Linked DNA regions of Triticum aestivum: region 1 is linked to region 2. The links are chromatin contacts, called in public HiCAR-type maps. All regions are on one chromosome and are shown on one strand. The core of a region is the stretch at or near the end of the contact, and the rest is flanking DNA. Distances in the headings are between cores, read along the strand shown.

Evidence for each region. HiCAR-type assays count read pairs that join an accessible place to other places.
Region 1: a contact with region 2 is called in a HiCAR-type map of leaf, with 9 times the contacts expected there. The contact joins the promoter of LOC123128011 here to the promoter of LOC123128009 in region 2. A contact is called at or near these places in 1 of 5 Hi-C or Micro-C datasets (leaf) and 1 of 1 datasets of contacts at active chromatin or transcription factors (leaf).

The regions. Positions count from the first base shown.
Region 1 is chr6A:484,444,986-484,452,873 of IWGSC CS RefSeq v2.1, reverse strand. LOC123128011 (brassinosteroid-responsive RING protein 1) reads left to right here and starts at 5,002. Exons shown (of 1, transcript XM_044547911.1): 1 at 5,002-6,023. The coding sequence starts at 5,144. The coding sequence ends at 5,605. It overlaps LOC123128013 (protein TRANSPARENT TESTA GLABRA 1), which reads left to right. Exons shown (of 2, transcript XM_044547912.1): 2 at 2,784-3,248.
Region 2 is chr6A:483,625,518-483,633,044 of IWGSC CS RefSeq v2.1, reverse strand. It overlaps LOC123128009 (serine/threonine receptor-like kinase NFP), which reads right to left and starts at 5,579. Exons shown (of 2, transcript XM_044547909.1): 1 at 4,060-5,579; 2 at 1,131-2,093. The coding sequence starts at 5,463. The coding sequence ends at 1,344.

The DNA.
Region 1 (7,888 bases), core at 3,753-6,252, 820 kb before region 2:
GTATTATAGTTGCAAGCCTTCTTTGTTAGTTAACCGGAGCCCCAATTTAGAGAAAACATTCAATTTGGTTGCTTTTGAATAAAAACTGTTAGGCAATTCAATTCAATTTTTCTCTTGATTGTAATCGAAGAAAGATTATGGGGTTCAGCTCCACCTGAACCACGAAATTAATCAGGACACAAGACCTTTGTGGGAAGCCTTCCTTTATTCCCCATTTCTGTGCCACATTCACCCGCCCCTCCTCTGTGTCTTGCTCGTGCCAAAACTGGGAGAACACAGCCATCTGCCCCTTCATCTATATCTTACTCTGCCAAAAACTGGAAGAGAAGGGAAGGTAAGGTATCACTGTTTCTGTGGAGGAAGAGAAATGGCCCCTTCAACAACAAATATTCCAAGGTCCAGCCACTGCTCACCATAATCAGGTTGGAAGCCATGAAGTTGAGAGCAAGGCATTTCATTGAGGCGCTGAATTGCCAATGGTTCAGGAATCCTAGGTTGTTTGCATGTTTTGATCCATACATCTGCTTAACAGTTCCTTTCAATGGTGTGGGGCAACCTTACCTACATGCTAAATGCTAAGCCTGTCGATCCTGTATCGATCTAATTAGGAATTTAGGATATGACATTTAGGTATCCATTTTTCCTTCCGAGTACTGCAAATATGCACGATTCCAATGCGTATTCTCCAGAAAGAGTTATAACCTCTATTTTTACTCTTACCTGCAACTTCAGATTCCGTTCATGATTATTAATCTATCTATATTTATAACAAAAACCGATGACTAGACATCTGTAATATAACATATGATTTAGTGAAATGTGCTTGAAATTTCACATTCTCTGTGCCCTAACTATGCCTATTCTGCAACCAAGGGTATATACAACATTTTTAAACTTGAAAGACGGGAATAAATCCTATATTTCTGCTCTAAACATATCAGTTGGTGGTGATGAACCATTTGCCTTGAGATCATACTAAGTAACCATCCAAGTTGCTACCAGCGGCTGAGATTGAGGTGAGACTGCTTACCACCCAGGGGACCCACTGGAAACTGTTTTGCACAAACTCTCCTATGTATAATGAATATCTGGATACACCGTGCAGCACCCCAATAGAAGAAAGTAATTAGTCATATAAACATGTTGTATGATTTTGTTAGTCCATAGAAATACACAGGCTTCTTGCTAATAACCAACAAAACCTCTCATTAAAGTTTACTCTAAGAATCTTGAGTCAGATTTAACTTGAAGGGCAGCCCCACCATTGGCCAAATAGCAATGCCAAATGCTAAATTTGGCATTTGGCACTGGTTCGCACCCCTGTGGAGGCGTTGCCAAATTAGAATAACTGGGAACTGGAGCAACTAGTTGCTCCGATGACAAATTGGTTATAGGAATAAAAGATCCATCTCTTCTGCCACCAACCTCTTTCCTTCTCATGCTTCCGAGGGGACAAGTGCATGGTGATGGAGCTTGGAACCGCATCACAAGCTTCGTCAAATCTGGACACCGAGAATTGTTATCTCATGTGGCGTGTACGCCTAGTTGCTGCCTCACCTCCGAGGCGGCCGCCCTTAGCCGCTCAAAGCAACTGTCTTCCTCCGCCCCTCGAGGTCTCTTTCACAGTTAGCGGGAGCAGCGCCAGTGTCTGCTCGGTCACCACGGCCTTGGGTGTCCACCGGCGCATCAATCCAGCATTGGATGAGGACTACAGAGAGGGATTCGATCTTGGATGAGGACATGATGGATTGGGAAGAAAGAGGAGTTGGATGCGGATTGCGGAGATAGAGAAAGTTGAGCAGACCCTAACCTCTAAAGGTTAAATCTGTCAAATAAATATTCTAGAGGTTATTCTTGGCAACATATAAGTACCAACATATCAGTAAATGTCCCAAAGGTTATTCTAGGCAACACATCAGTCACAATCATGATTCATGAGCACAGATACACTGTTTAAGTATGGTTGTATATACTTCCATTATTTGATTATCTTTCCATTTCTATCTCTGATTCTTGATATACTTTTTAAGGTGTCCTTGCATATTTTACTTGCTTTTAAATTCTTAGTTCCAGGAATGGCCATTCTATGCTCGTATAGTGATCAATCATGTAACCTTTTGTGCATTGAGCTCTTCACAACGTAATATCACTAAATCCTAGCCCTTTGCACAGTAATCTCTTCAGAACTGTGCACTAAGCTCTTCACAACTCATTTCGGGTACATGTCCTGTGGGGCCAGCACTTCAGGCGTAGGAACAGGGAGGGTCCCAAATCTGCTTAGAGATAGGCTTTATCTTTAGTTTGCTTGCATATCAAGTTATTTAATTATTTCCATAGATAAAGATTGTGTTAGCTGGAAAGTTAAGTTGAGTTTGTATCAGCCGTCCCTTTATATAAAGGGACCTAGGCCTAGTATGTGGACACCAGAGAATCAATAAAGAAGGAAAGAGGAGGCGTGCCTCCGACCCCAAACCCTAACCCCCCTGTGCACACGGCGCACAAGGATCTGCACGGCTACGCTCTCCGGAGCCTGGGCCGTGAGACAAAACTAAAGTTTATCTATCTGGACAAACATTTTATGTGGATACAGTTTACTGCTAGTGTGCCCTAGTTTTGTCAATTGTCACTACTAGAATACAGCCAAATGACTATTGGCAGCTGTTTTATTTTGTTAACATGAAGCAGACAAATCATTTTCTGTGTACTGAATAATGTTGTTCTCGCATACCGTGTTAACATCGATATCCAACATACCTGATGCGGAAATTTTCCTTGCAATGCAGAACATCTCTGAAGAACGCTCGATTCAAGGGAACATTTCTGAAGAACGCTGATTCAAACTATCTGACATATTTGGTACGCCATTGACATCGAAGAAGTCATGCTGCTTTCTCTTCTGTGACACATTTCGCTACCAAGGAATGATTTGTTGTCAGCATCAGCCTCACTATCTGAGCCTAGTGGGAGTAGATTGATCTCACTGCGAACATGGAAATATAGTCTAGCAACTGCTAGTGTTAGTAATGGGTGTTGGAGGTTGGCTCTAGTCAAGTGGTCACTCGTTGCGCTGGGCTTCCTGGTATTTCCAGTTGTTTGTTTTTCTCTTTCTTTCAGGTGGACACAGTTTCCTTTGGTCGTCTGTTCATACTCGGGTTGTATATTGTGGTATTTATTTTCGAGCCGAATTTGCACATATCATATTTTGGAGCCTCAGCTAATGCTGTAAGGTCCAAATGTTCTCTTACAAATGCTCGCTTCTGGGATCGAAGGGATCAGCGAATTAAGGCCTACTGTTCTTCTCCAGTTGAGTTGAGATGAGTAGTCAGTCCTCGACCGCCAGTGTGCATTATTGTTGCCAGCTGCGTCGTGTACTACACGTTGCTTCCTGTGGCAGCCCCGCTTGGCCTTGGCAATCCGCTGCGGCCCAATCATGCTGATCCATTCCTGGGACATTCGGCACCGCTCGTCGTCCGCATTGAATGCACATCCTGTTGCTGTCGATCTCCTCCAACTCCACTTCCATAGCTATCACGGGCAGCCCAGCGCCGCAACCAGACGGATGGAGCCTCGGCACCATCACCACCCAAACTCGTAGCGCGCGTGGCTGCCGAACCCGCGCTGCGAGATGAGATCAACCACCCAGCGACGGAGACCGCGCACCCGACAGATTCATTCACTTCATTCATGTGCGCAGGCGTGTGCCACCAGAGGAAGCGCCCCGTCGTGACGGCCGACGGCTGGCTTGTCGAATCCGCCCCTTCTGGTACACGCAGGCCCAATCAATGGCAACTCGCATCGTGTCGCCGTGTGCGTGCTGCGCCGATCGGCGCGAGAGCCTCCATGACCAGCCCATGATGCTTCGTTCTAGCACCAATTACACTGCCGTTCATATCATATGTACCATCATCATCACGGTTGGCAATGTATATGATGCGAGCAAGCGCGATGCTGACCCCAACACGGTGATGGCATATCTTGTGTTAATACATGGGCGAGGTTGGCAATGTATATCTCATGATGTCCTACGCCCCCGTTCTTTCTCTGAAATTGAAATGACGGTCTACTGTACCCAGACCACAACTTGCAAAAGTTCATGGGCCATCGTCCTTTGGTGTACGGGACTAGTAGTACAAGTTACTAGCACTTTCGCGGAGGGAGACATGCCACGAGAGAAATGTGCGGAACTGAGCTGACGGCGGTTACTTAGGGAATGTTTGGTTCAGGTACTTTTTATTCTTAGACTAGAAAAAATCCCTAAAAATTCCTAGAAACCAAACAGAAGGAACTTTTTCTACACGGACTAGAAAAAGACTCTATCGAAGAGTCTTTTTTGATTAGTTCCTGAAACTAGAAAAAGTCTTAGGACTTTTGAACCAAACACCCCCTTAGGCAGATCACCATCTGCAGAGAACCTCCTAGTGTAAAACCGGGCTGACCAAGTGATCCGCGTGTTCTGGCGCGACTTGCCCCTCCTACGGGCCCTGCCCTTCATCACGGTTTGTAACAGAAACAAAATGGTAAAAAACAAATACAAACATACAGATACATTACCGTGGGAAAATCCCGTTACAGGCGGCACCAATCAGCCTCCGGTCTAAAAAGATTACATATGGGCGAAGCCCGCGTCAACGTCGCAGGCTTTTTCTCCCCCTCGCCTAAATCGCTCGTGTTGTCCCATGCGTGCCGAGTCCATGCCAGTGCACGACCCAAGGATGGACCGCACGTCCCCGCCACCACGCGGGCGTTCGTACTTACCATCGCGTCACTCGTCCCCCGCGTTTTAACGACCCGGGCTGGGCAGCTTCCGCGCACGCACGCACGCACGCACGCTGGCCATTTCCCATGCCGGGAGACGTACGGCGAGGTCGTCCCGTGTCCCCTCCGTCCACCCCTCCCCAACCCTTCCCGGCCCGCGTTATCCTCCACCAAAACCACGTGAAACTGACCGACTCTGCTTCCTTTCTCCCTTCTCTCCCCGCCGCTCGCTCTATATAACCTGCGAGCGCGCGCGCTTTCCTCCTGACTTTGGCTTGATCAAGTAGGTATATATACATATCCTCTGCTGCTCCTCCCCCGCAAACGATCGACGGGCCTGGCCGGCGCAGCCTGCGACGTCCGAGCTCCCGCCGCGCCGTCTCCGGCCATGGGGTTCCCCCTGGTGTGCTACTGCGTCGCCATCCCCAAGCCGATCATCGCCTTCTGCAAGCTCGTCGCCGCCGTCCGGGACGCCCTCCTCCTGCTGCTCTCCCTCGTCGGCCTCTGCCGCTCCCCGCGCCGCTCCGTCCACGACGCCCCGCTGCCCGAGGAGGTCAAGGAGCGCCTCCCGGCCGTCGAGTTCTCCTTGCTGGCGCGTCCGGCGCAGCAGCAGCAGGGGTGCCACGACGGGGACGCCGCGGCGGCGGCGACGTGCATCGTGTGCCTGGAGCGGCTGCGGGCGGCGGACGAGGTGCGGCGGCTGGGCAACTGCGCGCACGCCTTCCACCGCGGCTGCATCGACGGGTGGATCGACCTCGGCCGGACCACCTGCCCGCTGTGCCGCTCCCACCTACTGCCCCGCCCGCGGAGGGACGGCCCGCTCGCCAGCCTCCTCACGCGCGTTTGGTGACGACCAACCGCGCCACTCGTTCGTTAGCTCCAAGGCCACGTCTTTCCTTGTCCCAGCGCGGTGGCGGCCGACACAGAGATTCGCGATCTCGACCGGCTGCACGTATATTTATTGTGGGTTTACATCGTCTCAAAATCGGGATTTTATTTAGTAATTTAGTTTAGGGCGCCACTTTGTATAGCCATCCAATCACGAGGTCACCAATAGGTGCACAAGCATAGTTTTTTTTTTCCGTAGAGAAGGATTAGTCGGTCAAATATATGCGTGGTCGTGTTTGGCTAGTGGATCTGAAATGTCAACAGCTCGAGAACGCATGTCGCTGTTCGACTTGTCCAATCCCACTCGTGGGACTACGACGTACAGTTGTAGTATAACTCATACTTGATTCTTCATATCAAATTGATGATTGTTTGCTGCCTGAGTTTTGTTTTTTTGGTTCCGTGTCGTACTTCAATTTGCAGAGGCCAATAATGCGCGCGGGAGATTCTGGACACGAACATGTGCACATTCCGCACCTTAGTTAAGACTACACAGTTCGGAAAAGACAGAAGTCACCTTGATTGATTGTTTTTTAGCCCTGTAAACCCCAAGACAGTCACGTATGGCTCCACGGTATTAAGACCGAACATAGAACTATGAACGGGTTGTCCATTTCATCTGTTTCTCTGCTCCAGTATCCAATAATGGCCACCACACAACAGGAACAGGACCCTATATATAGCGCGTAACCTCCAAATAATTCAATCCCATGGACTGCTGGTTTACATGGGAAGACCAACGGATGAAGATCACTTCCTTTAGTATAATCTCACCAAACTTTGTTTAGGAGTTACTAGCACATATGCCCGTGCGTTGCAACGGAACAAAAAATAGCATGCATTTAAGTTGAGTGAGAATACACGTGCAAGTAAAACCTTGTGACGCGGGAAGGAACCTTTAGATTCTGGGTTTCGCCGTGTGTGAAGTAATGAATCCGCTAACTTTTCATTCATTGATCGAGGGGATTTAAGGGGTTTGATAGTTTTTTTTTCTTTTGAGAAACACATGTAGTTTTATTTATACTCATAACAATTATCAATGCACTGATTTGGATCTAAGCTCAAAGAAAGTACAAAGTAACTCTTATGACTACAAATTATAATGAAATTTCTTGGGAACACCTTCTTCGCAGTATCAATCTCTGCTAGAAGAAATACTCCAAAGATTTCGGTAAAGATGTTGCAATTGGACGGAAGCAACAATGTTGTCACTCTTTCACCCGCACAAACATTGCCAATAATGATTTTTGAAAGTGCCTTGAGTCGGCCATCCAAAAAGATGGGAAGTCTTCGGGCCAGGCCGTCGGATCACGATATCTTCGGGCCGGGGATGATCCCCTAGAAGTGCAGGCCGTCGGATCACGATATCTTCATCATGGTGTCGATGAAAGATTTCAACTCCACAAAGAATCAAACTAACAAAAAAAGTATGACAGGCTAACGTAAACTCAGCAGATCTGAATAATCGGATCAACGAGGACAAAGAACTCTCTAACCTCATGGCATCATCAAAAGAACAAGAGTAAATTTATTCTCACAAAATATGATAATCAGTAGACGATGATGAAGAACGTAAACCTCTTGAAGATGTGAGCCCCCCCCCCCCCACCTCTCAGTGCCAAGATGGCAGTCAGAGGCGAGGGGATCAAAAGTTCCCATGCGATGGCGATGGCGACGGCGAGGGCCGCAACCCTAGGGTTTTGTTAGGTCATCGCACGCGAGAGAAGGCCCATGAATTATTCAATCCATTTTTCCATTCATTCAAGGGGATTTAAGGTATGAGGTTTCATAATATGGAAGCGAGGCGGGTCTTCTCTTTTCTATGTACAAGTCACCAATATAGTACAACAGGAGTTAGTTTGACTCCGCTATTTTTCGTTAATTGATCCAGGGGATTTAATGTGTGAAGTTCCATAATATTAGAATGAGCTGGGTCTTCTCTTTTACATGCATTTAGCTCATGTATTCGGGTCTTCTCTTCTCTTTTCTTCGTAGCAATCGTCAAGAAAATCAGGGTCCTTTTGTAGCTAGTTCACATTGCAATCCATCCATCTAGCTCACCTACTGGATTAATTCCTTTTTTAAGAAATCAAGGATCCCTTTTCAGCTAGCTCACGTATCAATCCATCCATCCTTCATCCAGCTTAATTCATCCATCCTTCATCTAGCTTACTACATGTAGTTTCACACACGTACATAAATTGGTACGACTGTATGTAAAGAAGAAATGTGGGGCTACTTAAAA
Region 2 (7,527 bases), core at 4,330-6,829:
TCAAATCAGCCTTTTTCAATAGGACAAAGTTTATAATTGGAAATGGCACCAACAAGCGTTTCTGGGAGGATACTTGGCTAGGAGAGACACCCCTCGCGCTTCAATACCCGTATATTTAAAGTATTGTTCAACGTCGAGATGCTTATGTTGCAACGGTACTTCAGTCCATCCCCCTTAACATTCAATTCAGGAGGATGCTAGCGGGTAATCGTTGGGAAGCGTGGCTCCATTTAGTGGGTAGACTGGTGGAGGTTCAGTTGTCTCAACAGCCGGATCAGTTGCGCTGGAAGCTTACTAGGACTGGGGAGTTTACAGTTAAATCAATGTATCTCGGTGTTATCAATTCTAGCTCCATTCCCAGTTCTAAATATGTTTGGAAAGTCAAAGTTCCTTTGAAAATTAAAGTGTTTATGTGGTTTGTACATAAACAAGTCATCTTAACTAAGGACAATCTGGCAAAGCGTAACTAGACAGGACCTACTAGATGTAGTTTTTGTGATCGGGAGGAAACCATCAATCACCTTTTTCTTAATTGCCCGTTGGCCAAGGTTCTATGGCGGACGGTGCACATAGCTTTTAACATTACTTCTTCGAATTCTGTCAGCACGTTATTTGGAACGTGGCTTAACGGGATAGAGTCCGAAACAGCGAGACACATTCGCGTAGGAGTATGTGCATTATTGTGGGCGGTCTGGAACTGCAGAAATGATTTGGTTTTTAACAGAACAACAAATATTCGTTTTTTGTAGGTTATCTTCCGTGCCACTGCTTTGATCCGTATGTGATCGCTACTCACTCTGATGGAGGCCAGGTAGCGTTTGGTTACTGGATCTATCCAATGAGAGATGGTAACACGGGATATCTTCAACCGGTTTGAATGACGGTCATGTAATAGGATAGACAATTAGTTTTCCTATCTTTCTAATGACAGCCGGTTGTGACTTTGTGGCTACTTTTTTATAGGCTCTTTGTGAGTTTTTTTTTACTTTTTTTCAGACTATAAGACCTTATTGAACATATTTGTTTTTTTTATAAAGTTTGCCGTATGCATCGTTCTGATGCAGAGGCCGGGGAGCTTCCCCCCCCCCCCCCCCCCCCCCTCGGAAAAAAGAAAAAAAAACGTAAAAATATACTGATATATACCCTATCCCGTGCATTTTCCACTCACTTATAATCTTTGGTACACTTCTTTACCCACAGGATAATCTCACGGAGCTCCAACTTAACATAATGCCGCGTTATTATAGCTACTCCTATACACTAATGCTTACCACAAGCTAGCTACATCGTCCGTGCTGACCGATTAACTACAAAGCAGAGCAGTACAACTACAAACAAGCGACTCACCGCGCGGCGATCTCGCCGCTGCCATCCACGGACACGCTCTCGCCGGAGTAGTCCGCGAAGTACTCGTCCGCCCTGGACAGGGTGTAGGCCACGTCCACCATGCTCGGCCGCTTGGCCGGGTCCCGCTGCAGGCACGCCCTGGCCACGCCCATGACGGTGGCCACGCTCCCCGGCGGGCAGTTCTGGTCGGCGAGCACGGGGTCCATCCACGCGGCCGCGCGCGCCTCCAGCCGGTCCTCCCGGCCGCGGAACACCCTCTCCTCCGCGTCGGGCAGCAGCAGCTCGCCGCCGTCGCCGGCGGCCTCGCGGCCGGAGACGAGCTCGAGCAGGACGACGCCGTAGGCGAAGACGTCCATCTTGGTGGTGACGAGGCCGTCGACGAGGTACTCGGGCGCGATGTAGCCCTGCGTGCCCACGATGTGGGTGGTGACCGCGTTGTGGCCGGTCTTGGCGAGGCCGAAGTTGGCGATCTTGGCGCGCATGCGGGCGTCCAGGAGCACGTTGCTGCTCTTGACGTCCTTGTGCACCACGCGCGGCCAGGTGTGCTCGTGGATGTACTGGAGGCCGTGGGCGAGGTCCAGCGCGATGTGGAGCCGCGTGCGCCAGTCCAGCCGCCGCGCCCGCGCGCGGTCCAGCAGGCACAGGTCCAGGGACCCGTTCTCCACGTACTCGTACACCAGGAAGCAGTCGCCCGTCGCCGTGTTGATGCAGAACCCCTCCAGCTTCACCAGGTTGCTGTGGTTCACCTGAAAGAGCGACGAAAATGTAATAAAAACGCTCTTATATTATGAGACGAAGGAAGTGGTATTTACGATCTGTTTTAACCATGCAGTACGTAGTACTTTCTGTATATTTGTTGCACTCTTACTGGTACTACTAGTACATGGCAATGAGCAGATTCGGCATTGGTGCAAGCTTGCGCGTGGTGTGATTGCTCGTTGTTTTCTTCCGCGCTACGGTCCCTATCTCGCGAGTAGAATGCTTGACTTGCTTGTCATATCCTTTTCTTGGGTGGTTGAAGCTTGAGCTTGGTGATGCAGTCTTGGAATGTGATCAAAGTCATTGAGCTAGACACGTAGTCAATGCACCCATCGTACGTGTCATCTTGTGCGAAAGCAGCCTTTGTTGAAAAAATGTTTCAGTCACGTTTGTGATCGGCGTGCCAAGACTCATGTGAGTGAGTAAGCTGATGGTGGCAATTTGTGGGTCCAGGGCGGAACGTGTGAGCTCGGGTTCATATTCGAGTACATTGTACATAGTCACCCGGATCTATCTAGACGCACTTGAATCAATGAATGCGCAGACTGAGGCGGTGAGGGTAGAAAGAGTGGGAGATATCCAGTGATGCCATGTCTCGGAACTCAAATTTAGAAGTTTTCAAATTTTCCAAAATCATGTGTGAAATTGGCTTTTCATATATCCTTTTCCAATTTGTCTTTCAATTTTTTATGGATTATAGGCACATATCTTGTGAACATTCACAAAAAACTTAGAATTTTCTGAAAACTTACAAAATTGAAGTTTGAGATGCGATATCAAAGGTATCATGTGAAGTTTGATATCACCTAATATTTTACCAAGAAAGGGTTTCCATGAAACTAGAGCCTATTTCCCCCTTTTGTTTTCTCGAAACACCAACCCCTCCCCCCTTCCCCTTCGGGCATGTCACCGGACGAAGCAGGGATAGAGGGGACGCTAGGTTTATTCTCCCTCCGTCCCAACATAAGTGTCTCAACTCTAGTACAACTTTGTAGACATTTATTTTGAAACGAGGGGGTACAAAGTAGATCTAGGTTTAGGTTTGTCCCGGTACGGCGATATGCCGCCATAGAGCTTCATCCCAATTCTTGCTAGCGGCATCGGGTGACTGCTTGGCTCCTTCTTCTACTTCGTCCATGAGTGAAAAGATGGGTGAAATCGTAGCAAGCATATAGATGACTCACGGCTAATACGAGCCTTTGGATCTTCATCCTATGGTCCGGAAATCTGACCGTTTGCAAGTAGGCAGACGACAACTGATAAATTGACCGCTCTAATAAAGAAATAACGAGGATTTATGGACGCATCTCCTTGGAATTATTTCAAGTCCAAGTACATTGGCACCACTGCCAAGTGCCAACCGAACGGTGGGCCGTGCAGAACCAGCTCGATGAATCTGACGGCACTTGCATAGTGACAGGTCCAAAAAAATTATTTCTTGTCTCCACTACTATCGTTATTGCAGGCACGGTTCAATTGACCCGCTTAAAATTTTAAGATGCGCTTGTATTTGTATACAAACGAAAAGAAGACAGTTCGTGAGATAACGTCATTGTACTCCGAAATGTAACAATTTTAGATCACTATTCTAGTATTCTAAATGCTCTTATATTAGTTTACAGAGGGAGTATAAAATACCTGCACTACTTCTTCATCGTGTGCTTGTCCAATTAACAGAGACTTCTGTGTTTTTTCACTAAGTATTGAACATAAGTGCTCTCCTTTGTTTAGTTAATCTACAAGCAATAGCGTGTACTATAAAATTGTTATGTCCCCATCAGTGATTTGTATATTTGTGGTGGATGAACACTGACCATCTGAGTGGCGATCATCATTTCTTTGTTTAGCGGGAAATTACTACCAAAGCATAATTAACTAACACTAGAACTTGAAAAGAGTTCAGTGTGAGCTCCCACGAAATGTTAATTAAGTTTTGGAAGGAAATGGGCGTACCTTCTGCAGGATCTTGAGCTCCTCGCAGGCATCCCACTTCATCTTCTTCACGGCGAAGACCTCGCCGCCGATGTTGGCCTTGTACACGCTGCCCTGGATGAGGTGCGCGTCGTCGAACCCGTCGGTGCCGCGCTCCAGCTCCTCCACCTTGAACACCCTGTACTTGTCCAGCCACTCGGATATGTCACTCACTAGGAATCTCTCCCCTCCCACGCCGCCGGAGCCGGACGCGCTCTTGCCAGACCTGCCGCCCTCGCCGCCCTCGCCGCTCGCCACCGCGTCCCCTCGCCGCCCCGTCGCCTTGAGCCGCCTCCACAGGCAGCCCAGCAGCAGCAGCTGCAGCAGCCAAAGCCCGCCGACCACGCCCAACCCGACGGCCAGCCCGGTGACCACCCCGCCTCGGTTGTCGGCCACGTCGCTTGGGCCGGGCGTCGCGGTAGGCGGCGGGGACGGCGGCGTGGCCGGCACGTCGTTGCGGGTCACGATTGGCGGCAGCCACTGCGGCACCTTCCGACGGAGCGGCACTAGTATCTCGGAGAATAGCTGCGTGCCCCGCTCGGGCCCGTTGAGGGAGACGAGGGACTGCGCGTCGACGGCGAAGGCGGCGGCGATGGAGGCGTAGGTGTCGCCCTGCTGCATCACGTAGGTGACGAGCGCGGTGGCGTTCTGGGCGGCGGTGGGGCACTGGCAGAAGATGGGGAACGTGACCATGTCGGCGACCTCGAGCTTGGTGGGCACCACCGTGGGGTTGACGCGCTCCACGGCCTGGTACTGCGTGAGGTTCTGCAGCTTGGTGACGGAGACGATCCAGAAGGTGTCGCCGGAGCTGATCTGGTACTGCGTGGGCGCGTAGGCGTTGGGCGAGCCGGAGGGGCAGCCGCACTGGAGCGGCACGAGCAGCGGCTGCCCCGCGGCCGGCGCGGCCGAGGTGGACAGGTTGTTGGCGTGCGCGAGCATGAAGCGGCTGACGCCGAAGAGGTCGCCCACCGCCGCGAGGTCGAGCGGCACCCCGGCGAAGCCTGCCCGGTACAGCGCGTAGGCCTGGCACGGGTAGGTGCCGTTGGCGGAGCAGTTGAACCCCTCCACGCTGGCCGGCGCCGGCGTGGCGCTCGCGTTCTGGGACCGCGCCGGGGAGGGGAGCGCGCACAGGCAGAGCAGCGTGGCCAGCAGCCGCCGCCGCGTCAGGGGCATCATCATGGCTTGCGCCGCGGACCGGAGGGTGAATGGACGGGGTTTGGGGTGGTGGTGGTGGTGGCTCGCGGGTGGCAGCTCGGGGGTGACATATGCCGGAGGACGATGGTGTCGAGCTGCTCCGGCGGCCGTTGTCGTGAGCGGCGGATGCGTCGGGTGTGGGCGTGGGTGCGGTTGCGGCCGCCTGCCTGCGCTCGTCGGGTTCCGGGGCATCTTTCTCCGGCCGGTGTTTTGACTCTTGACCCGTGCGGGGCGTGTCCGATATGACGCCTTCGCGTTCTCGTGTGGATCCGACGGGGTTCCTCCACTCCGGTCGCCGTCACGGTCAGATGAGGTTTGCTTTTCCAAATTGCGCTTCGACTAGCAACAAGATTTGTCCGCCGGACCCGGTCGATGGCTGTACGGGGTGAGGAGGAAACGTGCTTGGACTTTGGAGATGCGGCACTACGTGTCGCGCTCCGTCTGTTGTTCGTGAAAGAAGGGGCGGGCCGTTGCCCGACGATCAAAATTCTGACGGTATGAACCACTCTAGGAGGGCATCTTCGATCCCAACCCACAATTTTTCTTTCGCATCTCAGAGACCAGTTCATGAATACGGATGCAGAAGACCGTCATTTAAACATAGTCGTATAAATTTCAACCCGTATTTTAACTAATCAGAAGAAATTCATATAAACCGACCGATATTCATTAAAGTTCGGATAGAAAATAGCATAAATTATTCATACATGTAATACAAATTAAGTCTAGTACAACAAGGTCTTAAATTCGACCAGATCCCGAATGTCCAACAAATTTTCATGAACGAATTATGTCGTCTCACACATACTTTCTTTTCAGCTTCATCCAACAGTGTGTGCACGTAAATGACCGTCCCTCTGTCCTGTGGTACACCACGGCAGCGTGTGCGGGCTACATATAATGTATAGACCAACATTGAGTGAATGAATCAATCAACAAGTTGAGCAATAGGAAGTAAAATTTACGATCTCGTCCTCTGCCGCGTGCAATGGCCACCTTGCCTCGAGTTTATGAACCACGTCGCAAAACTTGGTGACGCTGATCTGGATAGCTTGCCAGCGATACGACAACGACCTCGCATTGCGTGATTGAATTGTGTACATGTCGTAGGACACTATGTGCTTTCGTGCGTGAAACATTTCATGCACTTGCTCCCAAAGGGGCTCCTCTCTGCTCCTGCCTAGGAAATCCGCGGATACGACCAGCCACGCATCGCACAACAACTCATCCTTCATGTTCGGGTAGCTCACCATCCTTCTTACTCTAAAAAATGACATACCATTTGAAAATAAGCTCAATGGCATTTGACCGAACACCTGTCGGACGTGGTTTCCGCCATGGAGGTCATCAATAGGGGGCGGAGTGTACCTGGGTACAAACGGCTCTAGGATGGAAAGTCCGTCGTACGGCGAGCAGACGTGTTGGTGCTGGTTGCAGACGTCTGGCAATGCCTCTGTAGCGGCCAGAGACGTACAACGGCTGCGGAGGTGGAGGGTGCGGATGCAAAGTAAGGGGGAAAGGGCGGAGTGAAAGAATATGGGATTGGGAGGGGAGATTGGGTGGACAGGGTGTCGGTGTCCTACATTTCGGGTGTCCGGACTCCCGCAAACCTCCCTCACTTGTCTTCAATTTGTGGGAGAAAACACGTCCGGACCTCCCCTGAAACCGATACAGGCCCGCGTTGGATGACTTCACGGCCTGGGTAGTGCAGTCCGGATGGATGCGGTCGATTTATGAGTCCGCCTTGAAGATGCTCAGAGAAGGTTTTTGTCGTATGATTGGGTTAAGAAAATCACGACCCTCTCTTATGCATCCGCCGATCATGGAATTGGCTTCTGGAATGTAAGAAGAAATCATGCACAAGTGTGGTGTGTATGAGTCGAGACCCCCCATGGTGAGGACGATGGCCCCGCCCCAGCCCCCACCTCTATGGTGGTCGGCGACCTTCTCCTTGGCATTCCTCGACGGTAGAACAGGATGGCGCCCTGACACCCTCTTCCTTAATTAACCGGGCAAGTTTTTCTTCCTATAACAACTTTGTTGAAGATGTGGACTTTTTTTAAACATGAACATCTTTTCAAATTTGTGAACATATTTTGAGAATGCAAATATTTTCTTAAATTTTAATGTTTTTGAAACCATAACAGTTTTTTCACATCTATGAACATTTTCTGAACAACGAGAACATTTCTTGATATTGTGAACATTTTTCTGAACATGTGACCATTTATTAGAAATCCAAATATTTTTCAAACT